Regions from separate parts of the Mus musculus genome. Here region 2 is linked to region 1. The links are chromatin contacts, called in public HiChIP or PLAC-seq maps. All regions are on one chromosome and are shown on one strand. The core of a region is the stretch at or near the end of the contact, and the rest is flanking DNA. Distances in the headings are between cores, read along the strand shown. Region 1 holds the start of Bloc1s2 (biogenesis of lysosomal organelles complex-1, subunit 2). Region 2 has its middle 31 kb from the start of Scd1.

Evidence for each region. HiChIP or PLAC-seq counts read pairs in DNA pulled down with a chosen protein or histone mark.
Region 2: an HNF4G HiChIP or PLAC-seq map of pancreatic cancer cells shows a contact between it and region 1. The contact joins the enhancer-like site here to the promoter of Bloc1s2 in region 1. A contact is called at or near these places in 14 of 39 promoter capture datasets (the 3T3-L1 cell line, 3T3-L1-derived adipocytes, the C10 cell line and 9 more), 2 of 15 datasets of contacts at CTCF or cohesin (the NIH/3T3 cell line and embryonic stem cells), 24 of 484 Hi-C or Micro-C datasets (the AtT-20 cell line, B cells, the C10 cell line and 18 more), 11 of 115 datasets of contacts at active chromatin or transcription factors (acute myeloid leukemia, astrocytes, embryonic stem cells and 5 more) and 5 of 9 other capture datasets (adipose tissue, embryonic stem cells, liver and 2 more).

The regions. Positions count from the first base shown.
Region 1 is chr19:44,144,888-44,151,397 of GRCm38.p6, reverse strand. Bloc1s2 (biogenesis of lysosomal organelles complex-1, subunit 2) reads left to right here and starts at 4,952. Exons shown (of 5, transcript NM_028607.1): 1 at 4,952-5,039; 2 at 5,341-5,457. The coding sequence starts at 4,982. It overlaps Pkd2l1 (polycystic kidney disease 2-like 1), which reads left to right. Exons shown (of 15, transcript NM_181422.3): 12 at 869-986; 13 at 1,751-1,869; 14 at 2,122-2,245; 15 at 2,850-3,761. The coding sequence ends at 2,891.
Region 2 is chr19:44,373,255-44,380,573 of GRCm38.p6, reverse strand. No RefSeq gene overlaps it. Among named protein-coding and RNA genes, the nearest start is that of Scd1, 31 kb to the left of the region's middle. Within about 2 kb of position 2,768, at least 72 of the 459 cell types and tissues checked have an H3K27ac peak or open chromatin away from gene starts, as enhancers often do. A contact at or near this core is called in B cells, the C2C12 cell line, the HL-1 cell line and 4 more, where this site is marked.

The DNA.
Region 1 (6,510 bases), core at 3,703-6,202:
GTGCTGGGATTAAAGGCGTACACCACCACGCCCGGCATAGTTGAGCATTGTTAAGCTATCAAGTGAATGGTGAGGTATAGGAGGGATTGAGGGTCGAGGTCCATGCTAGGAAAGGCCTTGAACATCACCACTGGATCCAAGGAATAGGATGCTTAGTTGGGCTTTAAAGCAGGGAATCTTTTTTTTTTAAAGATTTATTATTTATTATATGTAAGTATACTGTAGTTGTCTTCAGACACTCCAGAAGAGGGAGTCAGATCTCGTAACGGATGGTTGTGAGCCACCATGTGGTTGCTGGGATTTGAACTCTGGACCTTTGAAAGAGCAGTCGGGTGCTCTTACCTGCTGAGCCATCTCACCAGCCCAAAGCAGGGAATCTTAGATGTGTACTTTTATTAGTTTTGAGCCGGGTCTCACTTTAGTACCGAGGTTCACCTTGAACTTGATTTGATTCTTCCTCTACCCTCAGCTCCTCAAATACCTAAGAATCATAGACATCTTCCACCCTTCTCAGGTCTCATTAATTCAAAATATTGATTATTCTCTTTATGGAGGATGAATTTCAGGAGCAGGGAGTGAAAAGGAAACCTGGAGCTGTGGTGGTGGCATCTGGTTATTCAGGGGCAAAGAAATGGAATAATCTCTGTATAAGATCCTGAAGTTCTAACATAGCCAGTAAGAGTCAGAACTTGAAGGAGAAACGAAAGAACTTGTTGCAGGTAGAATCAGAAGACCCCAAAGATCCTGGCTTTTCTATATGGTCTTCTTTTTTTAGAGAGCAATACTCAGAGATCAAGACAAGAGTCTGGTGAAGGGGCTGGGAGTGGTTTGAGTGGTTACAGTTGCTTCAACCCCTTGTTCTTCTTAGACTGGGGCACGAGGAGCACGAGATCACCGCTGCCTTCACCAGGTTTGATCAGGATGGGGACCACATACTGGATGAGGAGGAGCAGGAACAGATGCGGCAGGGACTGGAAGAGGAGAGGGTGAGCAGGACCGTTTGGTGGGCAAGAAGTATATACACATCCCTTACTTGTCCTCCCTCCCCACCACATCTAAGCCAAATCCAAGCTGAATGTCCTCCCACAAATGAGTGAGAAAGAACTCTCTAGAATAATGGTTCTCAAACTGCTACGCATTAAATATCCAGGAGAGCCTTTAGACACCCCCACTCTCTGTCCCCATGTCCTAGATCAATCACATCAGAATGCCCTGCGTGGTAGGGCTAATTATAACATTAGAACGTTCTAAAATTTCCTAGATGATTCCAGCATACAGCCAACGTTCAGAACCATTGCTTTTGCAAGATTGTAATCCTTGATGAGGGCTGGTGAGATGGCTCAGTGGTTAAGAGCACCGACTGCTCTTCCGAAGGTCCTGAGTTCAAATCCCAGCAACCACATGGTGGCTCGCAACCATCTGTAACAAGATCTGACGCCCTCTTCTGGAGTGTCTTAAGACAGCTACAGTGTACTCACATATAATAAAATAAATAAGTCTTTAAAAAATAATCCTTGATGATCCTCCATGAGAAATTGTTTTCTTGGAATTTCGAAATTGACTACTGTGCCTGCTCCATCCTTATTAAGTGGAGGTCAGAAAATTCAAGGGCAGTATCACTAGACATAGGGAGGACGAACAGAGACCAGAAGGCTAAGACTGGGATTGTAATTCACAGTAGAGGCTGGATCAAAAGAAGGTGACTGTCCAGACTCAGCATCTTCCCGCTAACATCCGATTTCCTGAGCAGGTGACCCTCAATGCTGAGATTGAGAACCTAGGCCGGTCTGTTGGACACAGCCCCCCAGGCGAATTGGGCGCGGAGGCTGCCAGAGGACAAAGCTGGGTTTCTGGAGAAGAATTCGACATGTATGTGGAGGCCAGGGCCTAGGGATGGCTGGCTGTGGCATCTTTTGAGACTCTCTCCACAATTCCCAATTCCCTTTGCTGGTCCAGTGGGAGTTTCTGGTCCCCTGCGACCCTCCCTCCTCCCTGTAAGCTTGAGCCTTGCCTTCCTCCCTCCCATCTAGACAAACACCACAGTACTGTCTCTAATACAATACTCCTGTGCACACCCAGACACCATTTCAGCTTCCTTGGTCTCTCTCAAATCCTACTCAGGCTCACAAGGAGAGTTCTGCAGCTGCAGTGTGTTCTGGAAGGAGTTGTGTCCCAGATTGATGCTGTAGGCTCAAAGCTGAAGATGCTGGAGAGGAAAGGGGAGCTGGCTCCCTCCCCAGGAATGGTGAGTGCCCTCCAGTTGGGTCCGCTGAGTTCTTTACTGCTGGAATCCATCTTATTTTCTAGACAGTTAGGAGTGAGGGGCATTCTAGAAAGACGAGGGAAGTAATACTCACAGTGGTCACTTCTCTGTGGAGGTGGGTGGAGGACAGGTCCAGAAGTTGCTGTCAGCCTATAGATTACCTTGACCTTTTAGGAGGGTCTTTGAGTTGTTATAACCAACTATGAAACTATGAAAGAATAGACTGCTTATAAACTACCGAAGTATATTTTTCAGTTTGGGAGACTGGGAGGCCCAAGATCAAGTGACTAGCAGATTTAGGATCTAGTGAAAGTCAACTTCTTGCTTCATGGACTATTCAACTTAAGTGTTCTCATGTGGTGGGAGGAAAGAGGGACACTAATTCCCCTTATAAGGACTCCACACTCCCGATCTCACCCCCCCAAAGGCCTCACTTCCTAGTACTGTCACATTGGGGATTTGGATGTCAGCAAAAAACTTTGGGGAGACCCAAACATCAGTCTATAGCAATCTAGGTTCTTTGTTAATAAGTTGCAGAGAAAAATAAACTCTCCTTCAAATGAGCTATTCCTTTTTCTTCCAACAGGGGGAACCAGCTGTTTGGGAGAACCTGTATAATCCGTCCTAGGTGTCACTCCAGCTCCCTGGGAGTTCAGGGTGGACAGGAGGATGGAAAAGGGGTCCTAAAGCAACAGACAGCAAATTCTTCTCTCTATGCCTCCCCCACAAGCCTCATCTCCATCTCCATCCTCATCCTTTCTAGGGCAGCATGTTTCATGATGGCTGCTATGAAGTTCCCCCTGTATCTGGCCTTTTCAGCCGATGTTTTTGTGTGTAGCTGGGCAGCATGCTTAGACTTGTCCCTTGGTGTTTCTTTATGGAGTTGCACAGCTCTGTGAAGTAGCATTTCCTACCAGGCCCCTCTCTTCCTGGGCACTTACTTCTGCCAGAGTTGATTGACATCAACAACAAACAAGAAAAAGGAGCAGATGGGAATGACTCTCCGGAAGACCTCAGACAACCACGATTAGTTAACAGGTAGAAGTCCAAAGAGTGGGCGATGGATGTCTTCCTACGTTCCAGTAACTCTTACCCTTTGTGTGCATCACGATATCTGCCACTGGCAGGCATGGTTGTGTGTAGGAGGCCTTCCCTTTCTTTCCTCATGGGGTTTCCCTGTAAAAGAGAAAAGGAAGCTGTAGTGGAAAGAAGATTTTTGTGTGGTGAGATTCCAACAGAGGAGTTAAGAGTGACCCCCTCCAAAGGTGAAGTCAGTGAATTCTGGAGGAGCCTGCCTTCTGGTTCTTATGTTCCAGCGACTAGCTGGAACTGAGGGGACTTCAAACCTGGAATCAAACAAAACCTGAAGGAATCAAGCCAGAAAGGCTATCAGGATTCATTGATCTTTTGGACTAATATGTGGTGGTCTCTGGCTCTCTTCGTCATAGGACAATGTGAGGTTCCAAGGTGATTAGCAATAAAATTCTTTAGAAAACCACGTCTTTGCATTTCCTTCTGGGGCTATTGAGAGAAGAGAGAAGGATAAGAGTGTAAGACATTGTTGTACACTCTCTGGAATGTACTGGGGGCCATGTCAATCTCAGGGAGGTTGCTTCTCCCAGCAATCTTGAAATAAGAAGCCTTGGTTCATAGGAATGTTTGAAACGGCGGGTACTTTGATTATCCTATAGAAAGGAGTGGAGAGAAGGAGAATCAGTCTAGGGAGAATCAGTCTTCAGAGAGGAGATTAGAGGATAACCAAGACTAAGTTAAACTTAGTCAAAAACTCTACACTTAAGATTTTGGATGCTCAGGAGCCTGCATCCTGAAAACCCTTACACACCTCTTTCCCCCTCTCCAGTGACTCTCATTCCCTCACACTGAGCCTTCTATTCATCCCTGTCACCCCCACCTGTTCTCACCACCCCCCTCCCCCAAGCATTCCGTAAACCCGCTAGACGCGTGCAACAACTAAGTATAATCAAGATAACCTATGTGTCAGTGACGTCGGAAGTTTCCTTCAAGAGAGGTCCTTTCAACTAAACATTAGGGGCTAGCTTGCACTTCAAGAGATGTGAGTCAGAGAGTTGATACTAGTCCAAGGCCTATGGGAAAGGTAAGGGAGATTCCATCAAGAATCAAGGCCAAAGCCGGGCGGTGGTGGCACATGCCTTTAATCCCTGATTTCTGAGTTTGAGGCCAGCCTGGTCTACAAAGTGAGTTCCAAGACAGCCAGGGCTACACAGAAAAATCCTGTCTCGAAAAACCAAAAAAAAAAAAAAAGAAGATTCAAGGCCGAAATCTTGTGGGAGACACCCTGTAAAAGCGAATCCCTGAACAATTCTTTGATGAACAAAACATGTCAGGGTGCTGGTGTCTGGGGAGGAGGCCACCTCTCTCCAATAACTTTAGCTGACATGTTATGATGGGTCCACAACCCAAGACAGGCCGTGGCTGGCACAAGTGACCGTTCTAGAGTGTGGCTGCAGGGACGAACGCATTGCCAACCAGGTACTGTGATCTCAGTAACGGGCTAATTCGCAATAGCCTTAGCTTCAGTTTCAGCTTCATGCTTGGACTTTGATAAAAGGTCCTTATTTGAGGTGTGACTTGGGCAAGCCGATCAAAGCAAGGAAGCTGTGAGCAAGCGGCGGGGCGGGGCACCCGCGGGGCGCACGCGCAGATGCCCTTAGAACCGGAAGCAGCCTTGGGTCGGGCATGGCGGCGGCTGCGGAGGGCGTCCCGGCGACGCGACGGGAGGAGCAGCCACCTCGAGGTACTACCCTGTGTGGATGGAGATGCGGCGGCTGATGGTGGGGAGGCTAGGTCCGGATGCAGGAGCCGGTGGACCTGTCTACCGCAGTCAGGGCACTGAGACGAAAGCCTAGCTCCTGAGCATGGGAACGGAGTTGGCGTTTCAGGTGGGCGGGTGCGAGGAGAAGGGACGGGATGGTGGCAGGAGGAGAACGAAGGCGGCGGGAGCCCAAGTCGGGAGGGACTTAGGAACCGTCCGCTTTGGCTGGATTAGGTCTGGGGATAGGACGTTTACTCCTCACCTCCCACCCACACCTTGCCAGATGATGCTGCGGTGGAGACAGCCGAGGAAGCAAAGGAGCCTGCCGAAGCTGACATCAATGAGCTCTGCCGGGACATGTTCTCCAAAATGGCCACATATTTGACTGGGGAACTGACAGGTGATACGCAACCCCTTCTGGCTGATCCCAGCTGTGTATTTGCATTTGACTTCACGGAAATCTGAATGGTGCTTTAGCAGCCTCTGGTCAGTCCATGGTTGAATGGGAGGAAAGGAGCCGCTCTCCCCCTTGTCTTTCCCCAGGGAAGCACACCAACCACTTTTGAAACACAAATCTGCAGGCCTCTTGTCATAAAGGCCAACAACAAGAATTCCACACTGTTAGTCCAGAAGTGCCCCGCCGGGGGAGAAGTATATTTTAAGCAGAGTTGTGAAGGAAATGGAAGGGGGGGGGTACGTGAAACAGTCCAGTTAGTAAAAGAGCTGGAGTAAGCAAGCATTTGATGAAACCTGAAGGTTAGTCTGAAGATTTGCTGACCCACCCGTGGGACACGGTTAGATTTTAGTTCAGTGTCCCTGCGTCTGCATCTGTGTCTGTGTCTGAGGCAGAGTCAGAAAGCAGAGGCTGGACCTTCTGGGGTGACATAAGAACTTATACTGTTTCACTGCTCTGTGAAAAAATTACTCTCTCTCTCTCTCTCTCTCTCTCTCTGTGTGTGTGTGTGTGTGTGGCTTAGAACGACTTTCGAGAGTTGGTCCTCTTCTTAGACCACGTAGGTCACGAGGACCACGCTCTGATCTTCAGGCTTGGTAGCAAGGGCCCTCTCACAGGCCCCACCCCAGGAAATTTTTCTGTGAGCCCAATTTGTGAACCAGGATCTATGAGGAAAGGTTTAGTAGAGAAGTTGGGGGGTTGTAAGTCGCAGATTTTCTCTGCCTGATCGTTCACTTATTTTTGAGCAAGAGAGACCAAGTAACAAAAATCCAGATATATGGGTTCTCCCCACAAATTCTGAAGTCTATCGTAACTTACTTAGTAGGGCTCTACTTGACCAGGGTTTTGCAGCCTTTTAAGAAGACTGGATAATCTGGTTTGTGTCACCACTGGCTGGTCCTTTAGTGTGATCTTGTGGCCTTTGCTGGTTAGCACTGTTCTTGTTCTCTTGTTTTTTTTTCCATTTGCTGTAGTTTAGAGATGGAGTTGTCTGACCCA
Region 2 (7,319 bases), core at 1,519-4,018, 230 kb before region 1:
TACTTTTTATGTGGGTGGGTATTTTGCCTACATGTATATGTGTCATGTACATGCAGTGCCTATAGAGGCCAGAAGAGCGTGTTAGTTCCCCTGGAACTGGAGTTAAAGGTGGTTGTGTAACATCAAAAGGCTGCTGGGAGCTTACCCTGAGTCCTCTGGAAGAGCAGCCAGTGAGCCTCTCTTCAGTCTGATTGATCATCTTTTCTTTGTTACGTTAGCATGATGATGGGCACCTGTAGACAATATTTTCTTCACCCTCTCCATGCAGATCTGTTGTAACTTTGGCTGTGTCCACAGTCAGAGTTTATACAAACCTATGTAAATATTGCTCACGCTGGAGTCATGCAATCGCTCCATGATTTCTTTCTTACGTAACTTTGTATTTCCTTTGGTTATAGTAACAGTGTGCTTTTGTTGTTCTTGTTGTGATATTGTTGTTTGTTTTCTTTCTTTTTTCTTTTTCTTTTGGGTCCTCTCTATATATTTAGCAATTCAACCTCTGCATCAGTTGTCAGCAGCTCTTCCTAGTACATCTGGTCACATCAGGAATTCTGTTAGTCCCGGTGACCTCAAGTGTTCTTTCCTGCAGCCTTCTCTTCTGCTCAGACTTAGCCAGGTACCCTCAGTTCATCCTCTCCTCTGTATGTTGGATTTCTTCCCTGGGTCACTGTGTTCCCTTCTTTTCTTGCATGCTCCTTTATTAAGAAGTGTGCATCCTCTTATTAGCCTCTTAGAAACAGAGTGTTTTAAAAAGACTTCCGTAGGATTCCAGTTCTCCCAAAGTGTGTGATGCTGTGCCTTGGTTTGGAACAAATTCCATTATCAAGAGTGTTTGCTACGTTTTATAATGTGGTGGGAGGGAGGACTTTAGCTGGCCTATGCCAAGGTGTCCCCTGAGGAATCAGGCCATGCGACAGGCCTAGTATAAGGGAAGGGAAGTGACCTGGAAAGGGATAGAGGCAGAGAATAGAGGGGAGAAGGACAGAAAGAAAGAGAGGAAGAAAGGAAGAGAGCATGAGAGGCCGGCCAGGGACACGTAGGGGCAGAGAGAGAGAGAGAGAGAGAGAGCAAGAGAGAGAGAGCAAGAAAACAAGTAAGCTGGGGTAGCCAAGCAGTCCCTCTTATACACTTGGCAGCTCTATAATTTTGGGTAGCTGTTACTAGGTTCCTTGGAGTAGCCTAATGAATTGTCTGTAAGCTAACAAGAACCAAGACCTGAAAATTACCCAGTTATTCTTTGACCTCTACCCATGCATTGTTCACATTTGCCTGCATGCACATGTGTATGCAAACACACACACACACATACCCCCCCACACACACCCATACACACATACACCATATATAAATTAATTAAAAAGTCATTGAGAAGGGGAAATGCTTGTTCTTCATAGCTAGGGAATTTTCTGTGATTCATCCAGTGATGATCTTTTATTCCCTTCTGCTTTTGCCTCTCTCTCTCTCTCTCTCTCTCTCTCTCTCCCTCCCGAGAGAGTGCTAGAGAGACAGTTCAGCAGTTAAGAGCATTATTTTTTCCAACCCATGTAAGGAGCAGAGCCGTGGGTTCTGCCCCAGGGTTTTGTGGGATACACTCTTAACTCCAGGTCTACACAGAGCAGGCTTGTGACACCACCTGATGTCGTCATCTGTAAGGACAAGATCCGCCATGGAAACCTCTCTGGATTGGCTTTTGCATGTCCCGTATAATGCCCCCTTACCTCCAATGTTCAAGGTTAGCATGGGACAGACAAAAAGGTGCACCAGAGTCTCTGTCATCCCCTGGACACAGGTGTGCAGGCTGAGCTTGGAATCCACACCTGCTGCCAGGTGGGCACACAGAGCCCCTCAGGGTGATGCTCCTTCCCTGAGGAGGAGCCAGGCCAGCATTTGCATCCCTGCAAGGATGCTCTGACCTCCTCCCTGGGGAAGTTTCACTTGCATCCAGCATAGGGCCATCCTGTGGAGCAGGAAGCAGAGATTCTCATGGATCCCTGTGCTTAGCTGCTATAGTGTTTCTCTCTCCAGAGTTCACAGGGCGGCTCCTTTACAACTGTGCACTTAGTTTCCAGGAGAGCCAGAGGGACCCTGCAGGAGCTGCCTTTTCTCTCTCAGGATGAGGAGCAGAGTTGAAGGTGAGGCAGACACTTCCCTCAGCCCCTGACTGAGAGGGAGAAAGTGAAGCTGCTCAGGACACTGTGGAATGCCAAGGGTGAGGGCCCCTGCAGCTGGTGCAGGCTCTGAGACTCCCTGGGGACAGGGTGGGGGTGGGGTGGGGGTGGGGCAGAACTGCAGCTGGAGCTGCTGAGGGAGCCTCGCCCCAGCCCTTGCTCAGTTCCTGTGAGACCTGGGCTTCTGTCAGAGCTCTTTGTTCTCACTCCACTCTGCTCTCCTGCTGGCCCTGTCACCCCTGGCCCTGTCACCTTCCCTTGCTCTGTGTAACCACTGAAGTGTCCCTTCAAGATCTTAGCCTCAGGTGTCTAGAGTGTCTCTTTCTCATCAGCCTGGTATCACATGAATCGCTTAGAGTGTTGGTCAATCCTCTCTCTGTCTGTGAAGCTCACTGACACATCTTATAGGCATTGTGACCACACCCAACATAAGCCCAGGTTAAGATAATGTTTCCACTGTGACCCCAGCCAATGCCAGCTGGGTCAAAGGTCTTTCTTTTTTCTTTTTTTAAAAGCATCTCCGAAGACAACTTCAGACATTCTTCTACCATGCGAGCATGGGGTAGGAGCAGTTGTCAGGCTTGGTGGCAGGTGCTTTTGAGTCACCTCCCTAGCCCTGTGTCAGAATTTAACGTGGATGGACAGTTGGTCATCTTGTGTTCTCTGAGCATTGCTATTTCCACAAGAAAGACTCTGATTGATTATCCAACACCAAATGGCCAGCCCTGAAAACATATATATGAGTAACATACAGACTGTGCAGGCTCAATTTAGGAATTTATGTGCAATTACACATACATATACATAGTAACAATTCTTGGGGAGGAAAGGCCATGGATTTGAGGGGAGCAATGAAAGCCGTAGGGGAGGGTTCGGAGAGAGGAAGCAGAAAGAGAAAATTATGTAAGAATTTTATAATTGCTTCTAAAATTAAATTTTTTTTTTTTTTTTTTGCTTTTTCCAGACAGGATTATTCTATGTAGCCCTGACTGTTCTGGAACTCACTCTGTAGACCAGGCTGGCCCCAAAGATCCACCTTCCTCTGCCTTCCAAGTGCTGGGATTAAAGGCAAGTGCCACCACTGCCCGGCTTGAAATACTATTTTTAAAGTGCTGAAATTCGGGCTGTAGAGATAGCTCAGTGGTTAAGAGCACCGACTGTTCTTCCAGAGATTCTGAGTTCAATTCCCAGCAACCACATGGTGGCTCATAACCATCTGTGATGGGATCTGATGCCCTCTTCTGATGTGGCTGAAGACAGCTACACTGTACACATATATAGAAAATAAACAAATAAATCTTTTTTTTTCTTAAAGTACTAGTATTTGGGCCCAAGAGAAGGTAAAAGGTTCCTGCCTCAAACCCTGATGCCCTGAGTTTCTTCTGCGATGTGCCTCCCTCCCTAAACACACCCAAAATAAGGAAATAAAAATGAAAAAGAGAGAAAGAGAGAGAGAGAAATTCTAGACTCTTAGCTGGAAGGAACCTTTGTCTTATGACTGCCTCTCAGTCTTGCTACCCATGAGATCTGGTCCCAAAATTTCCTTTGTGTCTGAAGTAGGTCTCTAGGGCAGCCCAAACTCCTGTGTTGCTTCTCTATGATCAAAGAGGTTACAAGAGTATGGTGAGGGCTTGGGTGTGGCGAGAAAAAAAAATGTCCCCTGGGATCTGCTGGGTTTTTTTTCTTCACAGATGACTGCTTTCACACAGCTGCCTGTGGATACAATGTATCTTTGTGACGTTTGTTCTTTCCCTTCTGCATTTAGCTTATTCAAATGGCCTCTTCCTTTGTGCCAGGAAGCAGCAGGCCCCTGGGGTTCTCCGTGTGAAATAGGTGTGAAGCATATCCTGGGCTTGCAGAAGGGCTGCAGGTTGGACCCTCTTAGCAAGAAGATGGACCTCTGACCGCCTAGGTTAGTCAGACTCTTTCCCTGAGAGTTCCTTACTTACCAAGACAAAGGAAGCCCCACCCTCATATCCACCCCTCCCCCCCTCACTCAATAAATGTCTATGAAATCCTGACAAAAGGAATCAAGAGTCCCAACACTGGGGAGATAAGAGCCAGAAGGATCTTTTTTGTACACCCTTTTTTGTACTACTTAGCCTGGGCTAAGTTGTAAGACATGGAAAGGGGGGACGGGGGAGAAGGAGGGAGGGAAAGGAGAAAGAGAAGAGTGGTTTCATATTCATCTTTTTAAAAAATGAAAACTTTAGCCAACTTGAAAATACAAAGTACCAACAAACTGTACCCACTTCTTGGATTTCTGTTGAGAAAGCTGAGTTAAGTAGGAAAGCACATACAAGAGGCTGTGGTGGTCAGTCTTCACAGAGCTGAGTAACCACATGCCCATCTTGAAACTGGGATGGGGCATGGGATACTCTAGCCAGGTCAGGCTTCTCCAGTCATGACTTTTGGCCCTAACATGACTGCATGCTATGTGTAGGTCTGAAAGCTAAATTAACCCTCTGCCAACTTAGCTTATGAAATGTTTCCCGGCAATTTATAATAATGTGTTGAAAGGCAAAGCCTGGCCCAAGGGCCTTTTAAACCTGACTTGCCTAATATCCACTCTTAGAATAAGGTGGAAAACACATAAAAGAGAATTTTCAAAAGCTTACCCTTCCATTCACAGGGTCTCAACCAGGGAAGGCATACATGTGTAAGGTTTATAAAACCAGCTAACAGACAGGCACATAACATAAGATAAACATAGCCTTTCCCCTTATTTTGACATTTTATAGACCTCTAATCTATTATTTGGGTTTTTTGTTGTTGTTGTTGTTTTGATTTGTTTTATAAAATAGGGTTTCTCTGTGTAGCCCTAGAGCTCAATTCTGTAGACCAGGCTGACCTTGAACTCACAAAGATCCACCTGCCTCTACCTCCTGAGTTCTGGCATTAAAGGTGTGCTCCACCACCACCTGGCTACAATCCCTCATCTTTATTTATTTATTTATTTATTTATTTATTTATTACATGTAAGTACACTGTAGCTGTCTTCAGACACTCCAGAAGAGGGAGTCAGATCTCATTACGGGTGGTTGTGAGCCACCATGTGGTTGCTGGGATTTGAACTTTGGACCTTCGGAAGAGCAGTCGGACGCTCTTACCCACTGAGCCATCTCACCAACCCTACAATCCCTAATCTTGAAGGCTGGATTCTGACTTCTCAAACTGATCAGTAGTCCACAGCAGAAGGTTTGCAGTGGGCAGAGCTGGCCCCGGTTAGCTCCTCTTTCACGCTAATGCTGTCCTGGGCGGCAGAGTTCATGAATGCCTTCCTGTGAATGCTGTAGCTCTCATGGTGAAGTTCCCATCATATGTCATTAAAACGGTCACCTTCTTGTGTCTGGTGAGGTATATGAGGGGTATAACACCTTGGGAAGACACACACACGGGCATTGCTTATCAAGAGGGACATTCTGGTAAGGCATTCTAGAGTTACAGCCTCTGGTCTAAAAGAGTAAACATACCTGGTCCTACCCCTTCTTCTCATGGGTAGTACCATGACAAAAGTAGGAGACAGGGCATTAAAAGATGGTGGGGTGAGGGGGCCACAACAGGAACTACTTTATGTAAGTCCATGTGGATACATACTTGCAATTTTTTTCATTAGCTTTTTATTAAAGTAACTCACATCCCTGGAATAGATCAGGTGGTGAGAGCTTACAGCAGGGACTCCCCCCCCCCTTCTATTTGCAACATTTTCACAGGGACTATTCCCTTGAATGCATCACTCTCCGAGTACTTGCCTTGACAACCCTTGAGTCTACCGAGATAGTCAGTCTTGGACTTGGGATGCAAGGGACACAGAACATACATCATCCCAAACTCCGAGAATTTTGTGAGGATGATGGAAAGAAGTTTTACTTTATTCCAAATTTTATTTGAATTAAATTGCTGGTACCTGTCTTACATCTCCTGCTCTGCTTTTGGCACACAGCAGGGCATCCTCAGACACACTGCTGGTATAGCACCTTTGGTTCTGCTAATAGCGAGCAATACTGCTCCTGCAAATGCCTTGATGAAAAAAGTTAAGACAGCTACTTTTGCTAATCATTTAGCAGAAAATGTTACTAATGCTCTGAGTGTTTAAGAGAATGTAGATAGGTGTTTGGAACAATGGATTGATGCTCTTTATTGATACTATATTCAAATTATTGTAAAGGAGGTTCAGAGTCTAAGAGTAAGGAGCCATCTCCAGTGTCATGCTAAATACCAATAGACTTGTGTTGCTTCTAACACTTACAATGGCAGTCACTATAATTGGGAGAAAATTCAAAGACACTTGCAGGGTATTTGGCATAATTCTAACACCTCTCTGGATGTTTTAACTTTGTGTAACAAGATTATGAATTTAAACAGTGCTGCTCCACTGAGTTTAATTCTGTGGATACTGCCAATAAAATTATTCATGGCTTAAGGTCAATATTTTCATCTTGGTCAAGCTTCAAGAATGGCTTATATAGCTTGAGCGTGTTGGCCCTTCTTGTCCTGGGAATACTTTTATTCCAGTCCATTTTGATAAAACTTGCCTTTAATAACATCATGTATCTTGGTGGCCAACGTATATAGCTTGAAACTAAAAATGGATTCCCAGACAGAGTCTTTAACAGGCTACCAGTGTGAACCAATGCCGTGTTTACTGCACCCTCCTGGCTGGAATATGACTTGGATCTGTCCCATGCCTGGTCATATTCCATCATGTGATTAGGGTAAGGGGTTTGAGATTTATTTAAAGAGCATCTGGAAAGATGTCTCGGCCTTTAAGACATCCCACCACCCACTCCAGTCCTGAGGGATCTGGCACCCTCCTTTGGCCTCTGAAGGGCACTGGGAATGCATGCAATGAACAGGCATACATGCAGACAAAACCATCCATACACAAAATAGTTGGGCTGGAGAGATGGTTTAGCAGTTAAGAGCACTGACTGCTTTTCCAGAGGTCCTGAGTTCAATTCCCAGCAACCATATGGTGGCTTACAACCATCTGTGATGGGATCTGATGCCTTCTTCTGGTGTGTCTGAAGACAGGGACAGTGTACCCAAATACATAAAATAAATAAATATTAAAAAAAAATAGTCATTTAAGAAGATTCTTGGAAATTGCTTAAATATTCCTTTCTTCACCAAATATTTATTCACCTTCAC